Linked DNA regions of Mus musculus: region 1 is linked to region 2. The links are chromatin contacts, called in public promoter capture Hi-C maps. All regions are on one chromosome and are shown on one strand. The core of a region is the stretch at or near the end of the contact, and the rest is flanking DNA. Distances in the headings are between cores, read along the strand shown. Region 1 holds the start of Mfn2 (mitofusin 2). Region 2 holds the start of Stil (Scl/Tal1 interrupting locus).

Evidence for each region. Promoter capture Hi-C pulls out the DNA fragments that hold promoters and counts their contacts.
Region 1: a contact with region 2 is called in a promoter capture Hi-C map of pre-B cells. The contact joins the promoter of Mfn2 here to the promoter of Stil in region 2. A contact is called at or near these places in 3 of 39 promoter capture datasets (cranial neural crest, pre-B cells and second pharyngeal arch cranial neural crest).

Annotation. Positions count from the first base shown.
Region 1 is chr4:147,902,016-147,908,478 of GRCm38.p6, forward strand. It overlaps Mfn2 (mitofusin 2), which reads right to left and starts at 2,894. Exons shown (of 19, transcript NM_133201.3): 1 at 2,643-2,894; 2 at 1,340-1,482.
Region 2 is chr4:114,997,066-115,003,757 of GRCm38.p6, forward strand. It overlaps Stil (Scl/Tal1 interrupting locus), which reads left to right and starts at 3,053. Exons shown (of 17, transcript NM_009185.3): 1 at 3,053-3,282; 2 at 5,783-5,867. The coding sequence starts at 5,857.

The DNA.
Region 1 (6,463 bases), core at 1,644-4,143, about 33 Mb after region 2:
TTCCTGTGGACATCAGTATGCAAAATACTATATAAAAAATCACTTCTGTGCACACGACTGTGGCAGAGACCTGGGAAGAAAGGAAGACTTAAACATAGTGTCACTGCAACTGCTCTGCATCCAGCTAGTTGTTCAATGAGGACACTTCTTAGGTGGGCCTGATGGGGCACTACTGTATTCCTAGCACTTAGGAGATGGAGGCAGGAGAGTCACTAGTTCAAGGCTGGGTTGCTGCTACCACATCCAACAACCTAAATCCAGTTCTCTGAAACCACATGGTAGAGAGAACAAATTCCCACAAGTTGTGTGACCTCCACATGTGCACTGTGACACACGCACGCACGCACGCACACACAAAATAAATCTGGAAAAAAAAACAAAAAACAAGAAAACAGAGCTTAAGGCCATCCTCAGTTAACCAGGGAGTTCAAGGCCAGCAGGGGTTTCATGTGACCCTGCCTGTCTCAAAAGAGAGGGAACAAGGACTGAGAAGAGACTTCTAACAGGCTTTAAAATTCTAAGGATCAGCCCAGCAGTGGCGGTGCATGCCTTTAATCCCAGTGCGTGAGAGGCAGAAGCAATCAAATCTCTGAGTTCAACCCAGTGAGTTCCAAGACAGCCAGGGATATAGAGAAACCCTGTCTGAAAAAGCCAAAAAATAAAGAGATAAAATTCTAAGGGTCGCAGTTTAGGGAAGTTGCAGGAACACCATAACAGCATTATAAACTTAAGATCAGAAACAAACACAACCCTGAACAAAGACCCAGTACAGCCCTCGAAGCCCATCAGGAGCTTTGCGTTGACCCAGGCTATTAGTGGAGGAGTATTAGGTGTTTGCACAGCAGTAGCAAAAATCAGTGCAAGGTGCCTGGATCTCAGGTGTGGCTCCCTGAATCCACACCACCTCCTTACCCAGTTTATATGCAGCAACTCCTAGCAGAGAAAACAAAACGGGTCCAGAGATCGTCTGTTGTACAACTGGAACAGAGGAGAAGCTGAGAAATTGAAACGAAAGAGTACAGAGGGTAAAGGGCACAGCAGACTCTTGGAGCCATGATAAGAATCCAACCCCTGCCAAGCAGAGACGGAAAGGAGCCAGCACAGGGACAAACAAACAAGGAGGAGAGGGACAGATCCTGGCCATGCTTTGAACTGTCAACCAGTGAAATCCCCGTGGAAGCAGAAAGGAGATACAGCAGCTCCTTCCGACACAAGTTGGAAGCCACGAGCTCTGTGCTCCAGGATCCACTCCGAGAGACTCGCCAGCCGAGAGCCAGCAGAACACACCCTTTTGCTCTTCATCTAGATCCATGGTGGCCAAACCACAGCTCTCACTTACTTTCTAGCTGGTAAGAGACCTTCACAGGTTGGGCATCGTGGACATGGCTGGAGTCAGAAAGATGAAAAGGACTCGAGGTCTCCTCTGTGCTGATTCAGGTCCAGGTTGGCCCCTGATGGTGTTGACTCCACCTGTCCAAGCTTCTGGAAAGGAAAAAGGCAGAGGTCACTGGGCCACCAGGAAAGAAAATGCAAAATATGTTTAATCAGGTGTTAAAGCCAAACTAACTCATCCCTGAGGGAAGCTTACTCATTGCGGTGTTGAGGAAGCAGGTGAGGAAGTGTGTGTGTGGAGGGGGAGGAGACAATAACAATGACAATGAGACAAACACATTAGCCGTGTGCTAATATATTAAGCCATGTGCTAATGCAAGGCACCAAAGAGGTCCTCGCTAAGACACAGCCAGAGAGAGAAGGGAGCTGAATCAGGCCAAGGCCTGGCCTTCAGGACTGGGGAACTGCCAACTAGAAGTGGAAGGGGAGTGGAGAGGAGAGGAAGAAAAATAGACCTGACAAAGGCCAGAGTATCCCTGCTACTGTAAAGTCTCTCCTTCCATTCTCAAGTCTATGGAGCAAACTTGGTCTCTACAGTACTAGGAAGATGTATAGAGCCAAGCAGCCAAGCTAGACACCAAACTACACTAGCTGTGACTCCAAAGCTCACTTGTGTTTTCCTACCTAAGACAAAAAGGGGACAATCAAGAGTCCTTTTCTGACGAAGGGAGAGATGATTGGCAAAGCTAGAAAACAGGATAGAAAAGTACTACAAGAGATGGAGGCCAGTAGTGTTGCCTTTCTCCTTCCAAACAGCTATCTTTTTCAGTATTCACTGTGGCCTTTCAATGTGTTAGGTGCTAGGGTCAGGGACGGATTAAGAATAGCTCCAACCCTCAGAGTCTTAACGGTGCAATGAAAAGGCATATAAGTAAAAAGACTTCCACCGTAAGTGGGGTACAGTGAACCGGGTGCTGAAAAAAAAAAAATGCTGGCAAAAAAAGAAAAGTACTGGATGAAAACCGGGAATGGGTCAGGGACCTTGAATGGAGATCACAGGGCTGAGACATCAGGGTGTGGGGAGCTGCGAGGAGGAGCCCACCTCCCAGCCTTCAGTCCGGTGGCCCGCCCCCTCCTCAGAGCCGAGCAGGGCTTGACGGCGAGGCCGCAGCAGGGGAAACGCCCGTGTGACCCGAGCCTGAGCCCGAGGCCCAGAGGCCCCAGAGGCCCAGCGTCCTAAGCCGGGTGGCTCAGGACTCTCCCGGCCCGGGCCTGCCGGTTCCACCACCCCGGCGCGCTCGCCCTCTCACCTTCACCTTCCCGGCCTCGCGGCGGCCATCACACCCAACACGTCACTAGCCGGCGCCACACCGAGAGAAGCGGGAGGGGAGGGGGCTGCGCTCGTCACTCGCCCCGCTGCAGCCCGGACGAGCCGATGGCCTCTGAACGCTGTCACCTCAACCTTACCACTCCTATACCACAGTGTCTAGGAACTCCGCGCTCCAAAAGGAGCCCCCGCGTGCCTGGTAACCGTCCCGTGTCTCGTGCAGATGACGTAAGCTGTAGGGTGGGGCTCCCAGCGCGTCATGGGAGTTGTAGTTTGGATCAGCGTCCGTCAGGGTGGGGTAGGGCGGAGCCTCGAGCTGTCAAGCAGGGGTTGGAGGGGTGGGAGAACGGGACGGGGGTTGGGGGAGGGGAGAGGGTGGACGGCGGGGAGGGGAGCGGGCAGGACACGACAAGGGTACCGATTAGAGGTTTGCGTGCGCCTTTTTTGTTGTTGCGCCTTTTTTGTTGTTGCTGCTCCAGAATTTGACCCTGTATAACACCTGTCAGTTTTGAAATCCAGACTCGCATTTCATAATCCGAGTGTCTTCAAAGGGAACAAACAGACCGTTAGGGTGAAGTAATTGTCCTTCAGTTGCCTTTGAGGCAACTAAACAGCAGCCACAACGCATCAGGCAGCTACTAGGTGACAGTCATTGCACTGGCTATCTAACATGCAGTTTTTAATTTTCACTCAGTCCCAGGACATTCAGGACATGATTATCCAACCTCACATGCCATTCACTGGCCCCTCATTTTGTTCCAAGAACTGGGATACTGCATTGGACCCCAAGCTGGGAGGGCTCCAAGCCTGGGCTCTGTAGTAACACCCACCAGCCACTTGTAGCTACTGAGACCCTGAAATGCAGCTGCTACAAACTGAGAAATGCCCCAATGTTTAATATAAAAAGAAATGCAAACTACCTTATTAGTAATTTTATATTGATGTGTTGTTATAGCTTTGGATAAACTGGGCTAAATGAAATACATTATCTTAATTAAATCGCCCCCCCCACCCCGTTTCTTCTTACTTCTAAAAGTAGAGCTAATAGTGGCGGTCACAAAAAAGGCTCAGTAGGTATAAATGGCTGCTACCAAGCCTGACAGCTTGAGTTCCATCTCCAGGAACCCACACGGTGGAAGGAAAGAACCTGCTCATAAAATGTTGTCCTCTAACCTCCGTACAAGAGCCAGGGCACGTGTACATCAACCACACACGATAAATGAATATGGTTGGGGCCTAGAGAGATGGCTTTTACAGAGGACCCAACACCTACATGTTAGCTCACATCGGTAACTACAATTCAGGGGATCCAGTGTCCTCTCTGTCTTCCAGGGGGAACCAGGCACACTTCTGATACACTTCCATACATGCAGGCAGCATCCCATACACATTAAATAAAAACAACAAGCCAAGTATTTAAAAGCAGATAATATGGCTAGCTGAATATTTTAACTGTGTCTGTGGCCCATGCGACCTTGCTTTTGTTTGTTTGGGGGCAGGCTTCCCACTATGTAGCCCAAACCAGCCTTGAATTGATGATCTTTTTACTCTGCCTCCCAAGGGCTAGGACTGTAGTCATCTCACTGACACACCTAGCTGCCATGTTATGCTTTCTACCGATTGGCACTGCCCTATAGCCAGGGTACAGTCATGCCACAAACAGCCTCAGAGGTAAATCAGCACGCCGGTTACGAGTCTCCAGAGAGGTGAGTCATGGGAGCTGGCCTGTAGTCACTGCCCATAGGGCAGCTTCTTGTCTGGAACATCTGACTCTGAACTGGAGAGACACACCCAGCACTTGCCTTGGGGTATAGTGTGCGCTAAGTATCTCCTCCTCCATCATCTCCAGCCTCCCCAGGGAATTCTTTGAGTACAAAACTGAAGACTGTTTCCTTTCCCTTTGGCAGAATCTTACTCAAGCCAGAGGCTTGGAGGAGCTTTCCCAAACTCTCTCCTGTCCATTCTGCCTCTGCTGTAGCCTCCCTGAAAGCTTTGGCCTAGGCTCCCATCCCAACCTGGACAGAAGAGGGAACTTCTGAGCCCATTCCCAGGCTTCTAATCTTACATTCCACTTGGGCTTGCCTAAACCAGAACTCCAAACTGTGAGGCTCTTCCTTTAACCCCTCAATGGCAAGGTTCCTCCAGTACTGCAGACTGCCACTAGAAATGGGTCTAGCGAGTACTGGGGTTCAACTGCAGGGGGCTTTTCTTATGTCAGTTATTCCTGTTTTGATCGACTTTTCCACTGTGTATATGAATTGCACATACCAGAAAATGGTCACTATTAGAAACAACCCTGGACAGGACATGACGGTTCATGTCAGTCATCCCAGTACTCAGGGGTTGAGGCAGGAGGATCACAGGTGAGAGGCCAGCCTGGATTACACAGGAAACTTTGCCACAAATGAACAAAACTCAAGAATCCTCTACAAGGCATACATTGTTTTTAATTTTTATTATTAGTGTGTGCGTGCACACTCGCGAATGATGTATGTAGGGGGTACATGTGTGGAGTCAGTTCTTTCTACCCTTTACATGGCAGTTCTGGGAATCAAACTCAGGGCATCAGGTTTGTTCAGGTGACTGCCGGATGAGCCGACTCACCAGCCTCAATGTACACAATTCCTGAATGACTGGTTGTTTCCAACTGGAGTACTAACTCCTTTCACCTACTTCTATGGTCTGAATGTGTTTGATATCTGTGCTGGTCAGTTTTGGGGTTGTTTGTCTACTTGACACAAGATAGACTCATCTGAATAGGGTAAATCTGTAGAGAAAATACCTCCATAAGATCGGTCTGTAGGCAAGCTTGTGAAGTGTTTTCTTGAATGGTGAATTGATGTGGAAGGACCCAGTTGACTGTAGGCACTACTGTGGTCAGGCAGGTGGCCCTAGGTTGTATAAGAAAGCAGGATGACAAACCAGGCATGGTTGCTCATGCCTTTAATCCAAGCACTCAGGAGGCAGAGGCAGGTGGATCTCTTCTGATTTCAAGGTCACATCCTGGTTTACAGAGTGAGTTCCAAGACAGACAGGGCTGTTACACAAAGAAAACTTGTCTCCAAAAAAATAAGATTAAAAAATGTGTGTGTGCCAGGTGGTGGTGGTGCACGCACTCGGGAGGCAGAGGCAGGCAGATTTCTGAGTTCGAGGCCAGCCTGGTCTACAAAATGAGTTCCAGGACAGCCAGGGCTACACAGAGAAACCCTGTCTCGAAAAACCAAAAAAAAAAAAAAAAGTGTGTGTGTGTGTGTGTGTGTGTGTGTGTGTGTGTGTGTGTGTGTGTGAGAGAGAGAGAGAGAGAGAGAGAGAGAGAGAGAGAGAGAGAGAGAGAGAGAGAGAGAGAAAGATAGAGAGAGCATGATAAGCAAATAATGCAGAGTAAGCCAGTTAGCATCATAGCCTCTGCCTTAGTTCCCGTCCTGATTTCCCTCAGTGTGACTTAAAATTTGTAACTTGAAATAAACCCTTTCCTCTCCAAGTTGCTTTTAGAGAGGGTTTTGTTTTTTTTTTTCCCAAACACTCAGAAACCTAAGACACCATCCATGTTCACTTGTGGAAAGACCCATTAAAGGCAATGACTTCTGGGAAGTAATCAGGACTAGATGAGATCAGGAGAGTGGACCTCCACGGTGGCCTCAGTGGAAGAGAAATCTGAGGTAACGTGCACCCTCTGCCTGGCCATGTGATATTCTCCACCACAGCACCGCTTCCAGAATTCATCAACTTCTATGCTTCCGTTTAATCCATTATTGATTTTTTTTTTTTTTGAAACTTTCCATTCTCCCACCTCTGCCTCCCAAG
Region 2 (6,692 bases), core at 1,803-4,302:
TAAAGATACCCGGAAATACAAGCTTTCTTAAAAATAAATCGTCTTTCCAATTTTAAAATAAAGCCATTAAAATTTTCATTTTTCAGAAGCCTTTTATTGGGTCTCATGTTGCAACACTAGGGGGCAGCACAGAAGAGTACTTCCTGCCAGCTTAAAAAAGTGAGGTAATAGCCTGGTTTTATAGCAAGGAGGACTATGTAGATGTGGCATGCAAATGAAGAATTGTATTTGCACCAGTCACAGCAGTATTTCTAGTCCCATCAGTCACAGGCCTCGTTTTGCACCAAAATAAGCTTTCTGCTGAGCCATAGGAGAAATGCCTATCCATATGACCTAGGTGAGCCAGGTCCTCTGGTGTTCTCTGAGGCTCATCTTAAATGGTATCCCCCAGAAATAGTGAAGGTTCTCGGGTGCAGTCGTGCTGGAGAAAAACTGTGAAGTGTTGTGCAGTGGCAGTAAAGAATCTACAGGTGGGCCATTTGGGCATGATGGAATATCCTGTAACCCACTCTACTCAGGAGCCTGGGAGCCTCTCTACTAAGGAGCCTCTGTACTCAGGAGACTGCAAGTTCCTGGCCAACCTAAGGACTTTACTAAGACCTTGACTCTGAAGAAAAAATGGGCTGGAGAGATGGCTCAGCAGTTAAGAATGCTCTTGGAGAGGTCCTGAATTCAATTACCAGCAACCACATGATGGCTCACAACCATCTGAAATGGAACCCTATGCCCTCTTCTGGTGTGTCCGAAGACAGCTACAGTGTACATGTATACATAAAATAAATACTTCTTTAAAAAAAAAAAAAGGAGGAGTTTGGGGGCAGAGGATGTAGCTCAGAGCACTTACTTCCTTAACATGCCAATCACAATACTGCAAAGAAAACTAACTAAAAAGAACACCCGGGTTGTCTTCAGGGCAGTCATCTTGTTTGCCAAGGGCAACCATTTTCCATTTTGATATAAAGTAATTATGCACCAGAGCAGGGGATGTAGCTTAGCTAGCAAGATTTTTTTTTTTTTTTTTTTTTTTTTTGGTTTTTTTCAAGACAGAGTTTCTCTGTATAGCCCTGGATGTCCTGGAAGTCACTCTATAGACCAGCCTGGCCTCGAACTCAGAAATCTGCCTCCCGAGTGCTGGGATTAAAGGTGTGCGCCACCACACCCAGTTTTTTTTTTTTTTTAGTAGTTTTTTTTTGTTTTGTTTTTTGGCTAGCAGGATTCTTATACAACATGCACAATAGTTATGGGTTCAAGCCTCAGAATGGCATAAACCAGGTGTGGGGCCCACCCCTATAATCCCAACACTTGAAGGGCATAGGTAGAAAGATCTGGGTCATCCTTACTTCCATAGTTCAAGATCAACATGGACTGTATGAGACCCTGTCTCAAAACACACAAGTATTTATGCATAACATTACATATACATCCTGCTTAGAAGTCCAGTGCCAATAAAATGTTTAATTCACCATTTGCTGACACTTGAGTTCTCATGATGCTTCAGCTTCTCCGATGTTTCCTCTTGTTTTTCCTGATTTTTTTTTTTTTTTCTAAGACAGGGATCTCCAAGACAGCCTTGGCTGTCCTGGAACTAGCTCTGTAGACCACGGTGGCCTTGAACTCACAGTGGTGGGATTAACGGTGTGCACTACCACAAGCACTGGGTTTCATAACCTTTTAAGATTTATTTATGGGCTATGCATGTGTGGCAGCCAGGGATGGGTGTGCCCAAGGAGGCCAGAAGACAACTGTGATCTATCTAACCAGGATGCCGGCAACCAAGATGATCTGCAAGATCAGCAAGTGCTCTTAACCACTGAGCTATCTCTACAGCCCCAGATTTTACCTGTTAAAAGTATTTACTTAGTGTGTGGTGCTAGTCACTCAACCCAGGACCCTGCACATGCTGGGGTCCTACACTACTACTTAGCTGCATACTAGCCTCCCAGAACAGTCTCAGATATACAGAAAATAAATGAAGCACACCTCCCACGCACTTTCCTCTTTTTTTTTTTAACATCTTATATAAGTATGTACATTTGTTTCTATTAACCCAACATTGATACATTATTAATTTAAAGTCTTTTATGTATTTAGATTTTTACCTGCCTTTTAAAAAATACACAAAGTTTAATGTAACATGAACTAATCCTAAGAACACGTTTGCTACCTTCCCCTAACACTATAGACGTGCTTCCTTTTTAATTTAAGTCTTTTCTTGTTTTGTTTTAATTACAACGAATGCCTGATCATCTCAAAGATCTCCAACATGGACCTCTGGCAGCACGCACACATAAATCACACACCACAACTGTCCCCAATATCAGCACTGGAAATAAGTATAAATAGCCACCAGTATTTTCTGTTCAACGAGAAGGAATTTCCCAAAATTGGTAAGATCGATCATATTTTAGAAACAACTTAAAGCAAATTTAACCTCCTCTATCTCTGATCATCTAAGGGCTTGAAAACTTTTTTTCTCCTGAGACAGGGTCTCATGCAGACCAAGTTGGTCTTTGATTTGCTTCGTAGCTTAGAAGACCTCTCTGCCTCCACCCACCTCTTCAAAGCTGGGACTAAGGCGGCGCACCACCACACTCGACTCTAGTCTTTTGAGACAGGGTCTCTAAATAATTCCAGCTTGTCTCTAACTCGTGGCGAGCCTCCTGTCTCAGCACCTGCCTCGGAAGAGCGCAGGAATTACAGGGGAGAACCAAGCTTGGCTAAGTGGATCCCAGCAGTCAGACCACAATCTGTGCAGGAAGCACTTCCAGCAAACCAGCCGGGATTTCTTTTTTTAACTGCGCATGCGTTTGGCCAATGCCAGCCAAACCGGAACTTAACCGTTGACCAAATGAAGGTTTAAATCCTCTGAGTAGTGACACAGAGCTGCGATGGCGCCCTCGGTTCTTTAAAGAACCTTGGGATAGGGCGAGCGCTAATCCCAGGCTGGGCTCCGATTGGTCGTCACAGCAGTCTGCAGTTGAGACGTTGCGTGACGACCGTGGTACCGCCCCTGCAGCGGGACTGGCCGGGCTTCTGGCCAATCAGCAGGCGCGGCGCGCCCTTTGGTTCCCTCCAGCGAGCGCTTGCCGCCTCGGTTCCCGCGACCCCAACGTCCCAGAGGCGGGGCCGCAGTCATCTGAGACGCTACCTGGATCCTGACTCTGCGTGCCCAACAAACGGGCCCAACAACCAAACCCTAGCTTGGCGGCGGCCGTGACAACAGCGACGGTGGATCTTTGAGCTCCTGATTCCCCGAGGCGCCCTACGGGCCCGGGAAGCACGGTGAGTAACAAGCGGCCTGTAAGGTCGGAGTTAGCGCGGTGGAACCGATGACCACAGGGCCGCCAGGGGAGAAAGAAGGCGGACCTCACTGCTAAAAAATGGGAAAGAAGTTTACATTGTGACGTGCCTCAGATTGACTTCACTGTAGAAATTTCTTGGAGACTGAAACCCTGATCCTTGCTTTTTTGCATTCTTTCTATCTGACCCAGACTGTGTAAGGAATCTATTACGTGTTTATAGTCCGTGGTCTACAGGAAGTAGACCTATGTCAAAAGTGAGGCGTGGACGTACAGTGTCTGAACACAAAGACAGTGATGTCACCCTGAGAGATTGCACATTCGTGTTGGGGGTTGGATGATAGGATTTAGTAGGAAATTCCAAAGGAAGGGGAGGACAGCCTGTGTAGTCCTATCGACTGCTGATAGTCGAGTTAGGACTGGAGGATGAGTGACCGGGGTTATGGTTGCAGTAATTGGGTAGGACCTTAATATGAAGGGTTTTTATTTTATATATGAAGAAAAGCTATTGACTTTCTAGTCAGGGGAAAAACTTGTACATAAACCCATTTGTGTCTGCACTGGAGGGACTTGTCAGTAAATCTGGCTGGGCTGAGGAGGACAGCTAAGGTGGGAGGCCAGAAAGAACTTTCTATGGGTAAGAGGGAGAAGAGGTGAGGGTGACTTGATGGTCCTCATTTGCTGCACAATGAAGACATTCCCTGAGCAGACTATTTTTGTTAGGTACAGGTTTGTACAGCTTTGGCTCCATTAGCTTTATAAGTAATACTATCAAGATGAGCTAGTTATCAAATCTCATTTGGTGGCTTTCAGATGAGAAAGACCTAATGCATGAAAGGAGAGACAGGCACTTAAGTCATTCCTGTTGGTGAGGAAAACTTATACTTTGTGGGGGTAGAGTTATCAGTGTGATTACTGATACCATGGCAGTCAACTGCTAAAGAAAGGCTTCTTTTAAAACAAGCAAACAAACAAACAAGAAAAACAAGCCTGTATTTCAAGAAGTTTCATATCTCTGGGATAAGTTTTAATTGATCCTTAAAGGTTATATCCAGTAGAACTTTGCTCTCCCAATATTTTTAGCCTTAGACTATATAGAAAAGGTCTCTTCTAAATGACTTACACCTTTGTTAGTAATCCTCTATCTTGAGTCAGATGATTCATTTTTTAAATTTTTCATTAGTGTTTAAAATGTATTTATTGTGTGTTCATGTGTGTGCATGTGCACATGTATGCTGCAGTGTGCATGTGGAGGTCTGAGGATGACTTTCAGGAGTCGGCTCCTTCTGCCAGTAGGTCCTCGGAATCGATCAAACTCAGGCTGTTAGTTTTGACAGCAAGCACTTTTAGCCTCTGAGCCATCTTACGTAAGGCCCTAAGATTGTTATCTATTGTTAGCATTGCTGTTGTGCTATGTATGTGATATGTGCATGTGAGAGCAGAAGTCTGTCCCACTGTGTGCATGTGGAGATCAAAGGACAACGTTCCAGAGTCTGTTCTTTGTTTCCACCTCGAATTCTGAGAACTGAATCATTAGCCTTGCGACAGCAACTACTAAGCCTCTTTGTCTACCTCAGACAAGATTTTTTTTTCTGAAACCGAAACAATGCGTAGAAGATTAAAAAAAATTAAGACTTAAAAAGTACATATGTGCTGGCTGGGCTTGGTAGTGTGCACCTGTATCCCAGCACTTGAAGGGGGGTGAGGAACACATGATCCCCAGAAAGCCCAAACAGGAAACTTCATGATACATTTTTATAAACAACTAAAATGAACATATGCATCAACAGACTGGCTCTTGTGACAATGAACAGGAAGATCTCTGTCCCCACAAACCGACTTGTTTTGGGTTTGGATATAGTCACACTTAACTGGATATTCTCACTAGTGTTTTGTACACCTGTAGTTTCCACCTCTTTTTAGTTTCAAGTCCATATGTCTAATTTCCAACTGGATAGGTTCGTTCAGTACTAATGAACAAAATGTATAACCCTGACAGAAATCACTATGTAGACCAGGCTGGCCTCAAACCTAGAGGTCCATCTACCTGCCTCTACCTGCCTCTGCCAAGTGCTGGGATTAAAGTTCTGTGCCACAAAACCTTGTGTTTAAAAAAAAATGAACGGAAGGAAGAGATTTGGGGAAACAAATGTGCTTCCTAAATGAATAGGTGTATTTGTTGCTAAATTAAATATTGAGGTTACTTTATAGGCTGAATGACTCTGGAGTATAAAAGCAATCAAAATCTGTTAACATCGACTCGTTTATTTTTCTCTGTATTGTACATTGAATATAGGGCCTTACATAAAGTAGGCAAGAATGCTCCATCCTGTGATTTACATGCATTTAATCTTACTAATCTGCTACTTTTCATATAAGCAACTTAATTTTGCCAATTATTTTGTTACTATATGGTTAAGAATGGTCCTCATTTGCTACACAATGTTCTTCTATGCTTAACAATATTTCTTTATTTCTGTAAGGTACTGAGGATTACAAATTGACTAAATCACTCACCAAATATAGAGCCTGTAGTTCCTTCAGCCTGTAATTCCAGATGAATACCAGGTACAGAAATTTTATTTTATTGAGTATATATTTAGATGTTTTGTTATCTATGTGTATGAGTGTTTTGCCTATATGTATGTATTGGCAACATATACATTTCTGGTGCCCAAGAAGGCCAGAAGAAGTATCTGATCCCTCGGAATTGGAGCTATAGTTGGTTGTGAGCTACCTGTAAGTGCCAGGAAATAAATCTGGGTCTTCTGCTAGAGCAGCAAGTACTCTTAATCGTGAGCCATTTATCTCTCCAGGACCCGTTTTAGTTTTTTGAGCCAAAAGCTACATAGCGTGACTGGCCCCACACTCCCTCACTCAGTTCTTCTGCCTCACCCTCCCCGTAGCTAGGATAATAGGCACGTGCCACTGTGCCGGGCTGTGTGTTTAGTTATTTGGTGGATGTCTTGCCGTATTGCTGAGGCTGATCTTAAACAACAAACTCATTTTAATACTTCTTCCTCAGCCTCTCAAGCTTTGGGGCCGCAGGTGTACGCTGCCATGCCTGCCTTCAAAATATTTCCTTTTATTATAGCTACCCACATTAGCTTGCGAAGGAATACTGGAAGAGAAGAAAGAACACAGTCTTTAGAACCAGGAATATCTGGCTCCACAGTTAAAATGGTGGCCCCCTGGTCCAGTTCATTCACTGTGCCCCTCGCTGTATAATGAGGATGGTGATCACTTTCTAATTGATTCCCAGGAAGTAGTAAGAAGGCGTATTAAGTGGAAGGCATGGGCATATGTAGGGAAGGACTTAGTAAGTTCTAGCTCCCTTTCCTCTTACACTTAATGACATAGACTTTTTTTTTTTTAATTTGGTAAGAAATTATC